Linked DNA regions of Mus musculus: regions 1 and 2 are each linked to region 3. The links are chromatin contacts, called in public Hi-C maps. All regions are on one chromosome and are shown on one strand. Each heading gives the region's core, a stretch centred on a gene start, on an enhancer-like site or on the middle of the called end of the contact. The rest is flanking DNA. Distances are from core to core; before and after follow the strand shown. Region 1 overlaps Fbxl7 (F-box and leucine-rich repeat protein 7). Region 2 overlaps Zfp622 (zinc finger protein 622). Region 3 has its middle 24 kb from the start of Gm36790.

The links. A called contact is a pair of places that touch in the nucleus more often than the background predicts.
Region 1: a contact with region 3 is called in a Hi-C map of the N1E-115 cell line, with 6 times the contacts expected there. The contact joins two enhancer-like sites. A contact is called at or near these places in 11 of 39 promoter capture datasets (cranial neural crest, embryonic stem cells, frontonasal cranial neural crest and 6 more), 4 of 484 Hi-C or Micro-C datasets (the N1E-115 cell line, embryonic fibroblasts, myocytes and 1 more), 5 of 115 datasets of contacts at active chromatin or transcription factors (astrocytes, craniofacial prominence, embryonic forebrain and 2 more) and 1 of 9 other capture datasets (adipose tissue).
Region 2: a contact with region 3 is called in a Hi-C map of the N1E-115 cell line, with 20 times the contacts expected there. The contact joins two enhancer-like sites. A contact is called at or near these places in 2 of 39 promoter capture datasets (the C10 cell line and hippocampal neurons), 28 of 484 Hi-C or Micro-C datasets (the AtT-20 cell line, the C2C12 cell line, the N1E-115 cell line and 15 more) and 1 of 9 other capture datasets (adipose tissue).

What each region holds. Positions count from the first base shown.
Region 1 is chr15:26,884,708-26,887,407 of GRCm38.p6, reverse strand. The region is part of intron 1 of Fbxl7 (F-box and leucine-rich repeat protein 7); the gene reads left to right. Among named protein-coding and RNA genes, the nearest start is that of Fbxl7, 9.5 kb to the left of the region's middle. Within about 2 kb of position 1,372, at least 1 of the 459 cell types and tissues checked has an H3K27ac peak or open chromatin away from gene starts, as enhancers often do. A contact at or near this core is called in the N1E-115 cell line, where this site is marked.
Region 2 is chr15:25,994,483-25,997,182 of GRCm38.p6, reverse strand. Zfp622 (zinc finger protein 622) reads right to left here. Exons shown (of 6, transcript NM_144523.3): 5 at 934-1,077; 6 at 1-16. Among named protein-coding and RNA genes, the nearest start is that of Zfp622, 11 kb to the right of the region's middle. Within about 2 kb of position 1,277, at least 1 of the 459 cell types and tissues checked has an H3K27ac peak or open chromatin away from gene starts, as enhancers often do. A contact at or near this core is called in the N1E-115 cell line, where this site is marked.
Region 3 is chr15:26,468,766-26,471,465 of GRCm38.p6, reverse strand. No RefSeq gene overlaps it. Among named protein-coding and RNA genes, the nearest start is that of Gm36790, 24 kb to the right of the region's middle. Within about 2 kb of position 1,310, at least 7 of the 459 cell types and tissues checked have an H3K27ac peak or open chromatin away from gene starts, as enhancers often do. A contact at or near this core is called in the N1E-115 cell line, where this site is marked.

The sequences.
Region 1 (2,700 bases), core at 123-2,622, 420 kb before region 3:
TAGACTTGTGGATTGGCCTTTTTGCTGCACGTAAGCCACATTTTGGCAAGATGGTAAAGTCAGGAAGAGGTAGCTTCCATATGTACTTGAACCTTCTGGGTCAGCTGGATTCTTGGGTCATATCTGGGGAACATCTTAGCCAAGTCCATAATGAAGGGAAAGCTTTGCCCATTCCAACTGTCAGGTGTGTTCACAGTTGATGTTCTGGGAAGAGAAGAAGGTGATGGAGAGAAAGAAAAACCATTTAAGAAGTAAATGAGGACGTCAATAAAACGAGGTTGGCAGAAAACAGAATCTAATGTTGAAAACAGAATTTCTGTTCTATTTACTTTTTTCTTTCTTAGGAAAACTTTGCTTGCGAACCAAAATGATTAACACACATTAGGAAGGTTTGGGGATTGGCAAATCGTTGTATTAAAAGTAGTGAAAGGAAAAACAGGGCATGGAGTTACCTACTTGTCATCCCAGTGCCTCATGAACTAAAACGGAAGGATTGACATGAGTTCAAGGCCAACCTGGGCTGCATGGTGAATTCCAGGCTAGCGATGACTATGGAATGAGCATGATCCTGTCTTAAAAATAAGTAAGCAAGTAAGTAGATAATTAAATAAACCCAATAACAGGTCCTGGGTGCTTACTAGTCACTGGGCATGTCGCACACCCATTCTACAGTTCTTAGGCAGCCAGTGAGGAGACACTTGTATTCCCATTTCATAAACATACAAGTTTGGAAGTTGTTAGGCCCTGGGCTTACAGCAGGTGAGGGACTGGTGGCACTATGCATGGAACCCATGGCTGTCCTGGAGCCCCTGCTTCCTGTCACTGTGCTCATGGTCTTGATACTTCGGTGGCAGCTAAAACCCTTTCGGCCTTTGTATTACTTATTGTTTCAAAGAACCTCGGTGACAGGAGTAGCTGAGTGGGGGGAAGAGTCGTGGTTTTATGGAGTAGCTGGACAAAACATGAAAGACCTATTCTGAAGGAAGCATTTATTCAACGTTGTGTGGCTCAGCAAAGGGCAGATTAACTGCTCATTAGGAGTCAATCTGCTGACAAATTGGCAGACTATCTGGTATCTAATAATGTTAGCATATAAAATAATTAGCACGTTCCTTGGAGTCTGCAGAGTGTAAAGCAGAGAGGTTGTCCCCTAGCTTCCCCAGAGCATGGTTAATTTTAATTGATCTTTGTCCTGAGATAGTCTTTTACTTGGGGTGACCTTTGTAGCCGCTCATAAAACAAGAGCCAATAGAAGGCTGTGAAATGTGCTTAATTTTCTTTCCTCTGTAAATACTGTGGAACTCATATCTTATGTTTCCCTCTGGCCTAAGAGCTACAGACCCTGAGCAGCATTTAATATGGGGATTTATCCTGACATGTATTTGGGAGCTTGCCCTTCTCTTTTGCCAGCCCTGGGAGGCTTCTTCATCATTATGCCTTCGAAATTTCTTTGTAAATAATAAAGGGTTTTAGAAGTTAATATCATTTTATATCAGAGGGACTGAGTCTACTGTGGTCTTTAGTCTAGAAACAAGGAAACTTGGGCCTTAGCAGATTCAATGTTTTCCCTTCACTCAACAATGAAACAATGAAGATGAGATGAGATCTTGCTGATGCTAAATTTAGTGTATTGTCCTTTATACTGTTGCTCTTTTTTAGTTGCTATAAGAACAGCGATGTAACCATACCAGATGGTTACTGCTAGGGACTCTTGGTGCCATTTTTAATTGCTGTCCCATAATTTTGGGAGTGGTGTACACCTCAGCATAGGAATCCTTTAGATTTACAGGTGTCTAGAAGTAGGAAAGTCGCTGCCCTCACAGTCATCTTGGACTGATTATCTTGAGGAGCGAATTGTTGGTAGACGAATGATTGCGACAAAGTGACATTATTCACTAGTGTTACAGAAGTGGATGCTCACAGCCATCAATTAGACTGAGTACAGGGTCCCCAGTGAAGGAGCTAGAGAAAGTATCCAAGAAGCTGAAGGGGTTTGCAGCCCCATAGGAGGAACAACAATATGAACTAGCCAGTAACCCCAGAGCTCCCAGGGACTAAATCACCAACCAAAGAAAACACATGGTGGGACTCATGGCTCCAGCTGCATATGTAGCAGAGGATGGCCTAGTCGGTCATCAATGGGAGGAGATGCCCTTGGTCCTATGAAGGTTCTATGCACCAGTATAGGGGAATGCCAGGGTCAGGAAGTGGGAGTGGGTGGGTTGGTAGTAGGGTGAGGAGGGAGGGATAGGGGATTTCAGAGAGGAAACTAGGAAAGGGGAGAACATTTGAAATGCAAATAAGGAAACTACCTAATAAAAAAATGAAAAAGTAAAGGAGGAAACTCGGTGAGGCTCCCTCTTTGCAAACTGTTAGAGGAAATCCAGAGACAGAGATTATATTGCTGGGAAGATCAGAGAATATGCTCAGGGCATGGGATCCTCAGGATCATTTGAGTTCTAACTCTCTGTGGTCTCCTCATAAGTGACCTCACATAGTCACATTATGTAGAGGCCTTTGAAGGCATTGAGGGTCTTGGTTAGCCTTACAGAGAGACTGTCGATCTCAGAGACATTACAGTTCTTCATTGCTAGGTAGAAATCCATCTCTGTCATTATTTTACTTTCCACTCAACTATCTTATAGCTTAATATGTTTTCATGCTTGTTTTTAGTTCTTTTTTTGTTTGTTTTGGTTTTAT
Region 2 (2,700 bases), core at 28-2,527, 470 kb after region 3:
CGCATGAGAGCTGCTCCTGTGGTTGGGAGGATGGTAAGCAATGAGGCTCTGATCTCTTATTTACTAACAGAGGAAGTCAAATCTTAGAATTCCCAAAGTTGGCTTAGGATAAGTGGGTTCTGATATTTAAAGACAGAATCTAATGTGGGGATTCCAAGCAATGGGGCTCAGAGATCTACGTGCATCTAAGAACTGTGCATATCAGAACTTTGTAAACAGTGATGTTTGCTACGTTTTTAGGCTCTAGGCTTTCTGGGACATCAGAAAGGAGCAAATTATCTTCACTACCTCCATTTGGACTTTATTTCCCAGAAGAGCAGAGAAGACAGTTTTGCACAGCACACTATGAGAGTTAAATAACAGCACATTGTAGTTTCAAAGCTTAATAACTTCAGCTGTCAGATTTACTCATTGCAATCTACTTCTATTGGGAAAAACTGCCAAAGGGGGCTGGGCTACCTGTAGTAAGTGCACTACCTCACACATGCATTGTGTCAGACAAGCCTCTCAACTCTAAGGTGGGTCCTCTTAATCATTTCCCTTGCACAAATGAGCAAGCAGAAGTGAAATTTAATAATGTTCATGACGTGAGATTAGAATGTGAAACTACATATGCCATGTTAGGCGCCACAGCTCCACTAAGGTACTATTTAATTTCTGAGTTATCTCCAGATAATTTCTGCATGTAATTTATAAGATTTTTTATAGATATTATCTTCTGGAAAGGTTCATGATGCATACTAAGTTACTAGACCAGGAATATTAATTTTTTAAGTCATGGAGTCTTGGACTTAAGTGTTCTAAGTATCCTGAGATAATGGGAGTCCCAGAAGTAAGACTCAAGCTTCCCCTGGAAAGGAGTCAGACGGACAGCACGAATGATAACCTGTCACCCAAGCGCCCACGAAATCCATGCATATAAGAATGGTGTACCTGTGCTGCCCATCCACCCCAGGGCTCGGTATTGCTGGAGAACTCTGCCCACAGCCTTTTGATTCCTAGCAACTGTCACAGCTCTTGGCAAGCCAAATCGCTGTTTGTAGTATCTCATCAAGGAGCGATGACCCACTCTGGCACCTGTTTTGAGAAGAGCAATATTTAAACACTGGTCTTTCAAGTCAGAGTTATAAACCAAAGGCTTCCCAAAAGATCTTGAATGGCACCAAGCCTTAGGAATCCTAGTAGGAAAACAGAAATAAGCAGGAATACACTACAGGAAAAACAGACCAATATTAGGAAAATATATAAAGGCTAAAAAGCCCCAAGAGAAAGAAGATGAAGCAGGGAATAACTCTGACATCAGGTCTACAAGCCATATTGGGAAAACTGAACCAGAACAAAAATGAAACCATCTTTTTTCTGGTTCAGTTTTCTCTTCCAGTCGTCTTCCAACAGGAGTAAATTTTACCACACAGGGAAATCTGATACCTACTGTAGATGTCTTTATTGTTACAAATGGAGTAATACTGGCATCTAGTGGCTGAAGGACAGAGATGCTACTGCACATATTAAAATGCACAGGCAGATTAACAACATCAAAGTATTATTTAGCTACATTGACAAAGCTGATACACTCCTTCCTAAATGATGAAAAACCACGTGATATCTCAAAAAGATTAAGCTAAATTCTCTTTAAACCTGTGGTTATTTGCAGAAATCAAGTGAAACAAAAAAACTTTGAGAAATGAATTCTTAACTTTAATTTCCAATATATGTTGATGTCATTACGAATATGGTTGTATACACCAATGCACAGGCTTACCATTAATAGTGCAATACACTAAGCAAAAAGGAAAGAGGGCCAGAGAGCTGGGTAAGCTGTGCTGACCTGGCAATCTGAGTTCAATTCCCAGAAAGCACATTAAGGTGGATAGAGAATCAAGCCCACAGAGTTACCTCTAGCCTTCCCATATGTACTATGGCATATGCACACAAATACCCGCCACCCACTCACAACCATAGTAAATACAATTTCAAAACAAAGAAAAGAGAATATACATTTCAAATTACGAAAACTAAGGGGCAATGTAAAGTCTGCAACTTCTCTAATTACACTAATAAAACCCATAAGTAAAGTTATTTACTAGATGAACAATTTGAGGTTCCTATAAGTATAAGTCTGTCTGTTAGAGGTCTGAAATCCACTCCACTAGTCTGTAAATTTTAATGGAACACAGCCACACTCACCTACATCTCTACTGACTTTTGAGCTACAAAGCAGATCTAAACAATTACTAGAGACAGAATGGTACACAAAGACAGAATGGTACACAAAATCATTGCTTTCTGGCCATTTATAGAGAAGTAACCAAATCATATGGCTTGACTTCTGAGCAGGGAAACTAATAAATATGTTAAGCTCTGTCTGGGATGGCTAATTCTAGGCTCCACCAGAAAAATGGTTTTCAAAAGGTAATTCTCCCATACTATCCTAAGAGATTGGTCCCTAGGCCAGTGGCATCAACATCACCTGTGGGTTTACTAATAAAAGCAGGCTATGTTTTTTAGATGAATATTAATTAAGATATAAGCAATCAAATACCTTTCCAAATAGAAACACATAAGGGTAAAACCCTGGGTATAGTACCCAGAGTAGTTTTCAACTTATGTAAATAAAACAATTGACAAATAAGCAAATATGAATAGTTTATCACATAAGCTGTAGAAGGCTATATTTGCTTTTAACATCTACGCCTGTAA
Region 3 (2,700 bases), core at 61-2,560:
CAGGGATCGTCAGTAGACTTTCCTTCATGTTTGTTTTTAGATTGTATCTGGTCTCTATTCATTGTGCAAAGCACTGGGGTTGGTAAGGACATTTTTATATAAATACATAAAGTACTTTGAGTATGAATATACTCAGAAATCTTAATTTATATCCTTCTCACCTCTCAGCATCCCAGTTAGTTCCCTGCTCTTCCCTAGACGTTTTGCCTGCAGTTTCATGCAATGTATACACACGTTATTCCACGTAACGGCATAAAATATTAGGTCTAGAAAGTATGAACATTGAGAAACAGCCTTCCACAGATGGTTTCCTGCAAATAGGTTCATGTGCTTTTAGGGGGTGCCTTGTGCCCCTGCCTGGGAATAACCGCCTTGCCTAAAATGGAGCAACATTTACATGGTAGATCTTTAAGAGTATGTTCTGAACTAATGAATTCCCTGGTGATGTGAACCTCTGGCCTCAGGGGTGTTTATTTGAACAACACAAGTCTTTTTAGAAGTTGTGAGAAAGTTTATGGATAATAACCAGGCTAGGCTGACAATTCCCAGGGCTGAGGCATCTATCTCATCCCACTCCTGCTGCTAATGGCAACAGGAGAGAATGTTGCCTGCCCCACTCTCTCCAGTAAATATCAGTCGCTCATTTTACACGTGGAAGAGATAAAACATGAGGCCTGCAGTGTAGTCTACGACGGGAGTACGTTTTTGATTTGAAATACCAAAACCTGACCCCAAGTTGAAAAATGAGAACCAGAACTTGCCATAGGGGTTTCTGAGCCACATTTTTAGGTGTTCAGGGTACACACCTTCTTCTGGATAATAAGGCATCCTATTGGAAGAAGTTATATACTTCTTAATCAAGGCCTATGTGTTTGAAGCCCCACAACTCTGCTTCCTAAGTTGACTCATTGGCCAAAATAATACTAGGAACTTCTGGTAAATGAGCTAGCTACTGGCAACATTAAGGCTACAGGCATGAAGAAATGAGGTGAGTACCACAGACCACATCAAACAATGGAAGCAAATTTAAAACAAAATGTGGAGGGCAGCAAGAATCCCTGTTGCAGCACTGCATGCATGTGAGTGGTCTGCTGAGTGGACAATGCTCTGCAGACTTTGGCATTCACCAGGGTCTCCTGGTAGCCCCTCAGGATGAGAGCTCTTGTCAAAGCCAGAACCTTCCACACTTGAAACTAGCCTTTCTAGCCAGCCCAGAGAAGATCAAGGCAGCATCGCCAAGCCCAGTGCTGTTCAACTCCCAGTGATTTGGAAGGAAACAGAACCAAGGGCTGATTTGCAGTTGATTTAAGGACCGCTGAGCTAGCACTGTAATTCCTTCCACTTAGATGTGTGCACCTTTCGCCTGTCAGAGAAGCCTGTTCCTGAACAAGAGCGCCATCTATGGGATAAATCGATTATATAGTTTTCTACCCTCGTGTCTGTAATGAACACTACACCTTGAGTTCTCAATGAAGGGAAGACTCAATCCACCAGGGAATTGTTGGCAACGTCTGGAGAAACCGTAACTAGAGCTGAAGTGTGCTGGTTTCCATTGGTACAGGGTACTGATGCAGCCTAACACCTACATCACACACGACAGTGCCTCCAACAGTTCTCCATGCAGATGATAACTGCTTGGAAACAAAAAGTGGTAAAATGTATGCTTAATGACAGGCTGTGATGAGAAAAGATTTATTTAAAGCTTCTCATCCTTACCCACCACGTCATTCAATTTCATCTCATCCTTTAATATTTTGATATTTGAAAAATTTCACCTTCATTTGCTAATGATTATAGATATGCATTATGAGTATAGACAATATTTTTGTATTGTAGAAATTAAAATTAACAGAGACGGAGGAAATTATTACAGCAAAATAAATTTTAATGGGAGAATTTTAGTTACTGGACCCTGAGCTAGAGAACTACTTAGGGTCCATATGATTTGCTTGTCATTTTTCAATAAGCTGGACCCACTCTCATGGATGTTTATGTAGATTTTAAGATGCAGTGTTTAAGCCATTGTGATTGGCATCATAATCATGGAGATATTTATGATAAACACATGACTCGACCCTGAGAACATTTTTATCTGTCTTAGACTTCTCACACAGCACACACATTTAGCAAGCCATCACTCAGTGCAAACAGTGGTTCACTGAATAGGATTCTGCAAGAAGATAGGCCAAAGTTTTGTTCCAAAGCAGGTCCAATTTCTATCCAAAGAGAAATGCATGCTCACAGCTGGCCTTTAAATTTTGTTGTTTATTTGTTTGTTTGCTTTTAGACTAGGCCTCTCTGTGCAGTTCTGACTGTCCTGGAACTTGCTATGTAGATCAGCATGGCCTCAAACTCACAGAAATCCTCCTGAATACTTGGCTTAAAGATGTGCATCACCATACATGGCAAAACTTTGAAGTCTAAGATAGTCAACTTCTGTTGACCAAATTGTGCTCTTTGGAAAAAGAATCAGTGTTCTAGTCACAGAGCCTGTTAGACCCCACTACAGGGAACTCCACTCCAAAGATGTCACCTACAAGAAAGCAAAGGATCTGCCCATTGGCCTGTCAGAATATCTATCTCTTTACAGTTACATAGTGCACCTCTCCTCTAATAAATAAGTAAGCATTGATCTTTCTCATCAAACTATAGCTTGTTGCAGGCTCACGTTTCTGTAATGTGAGCTATGGGAGTGCAGAG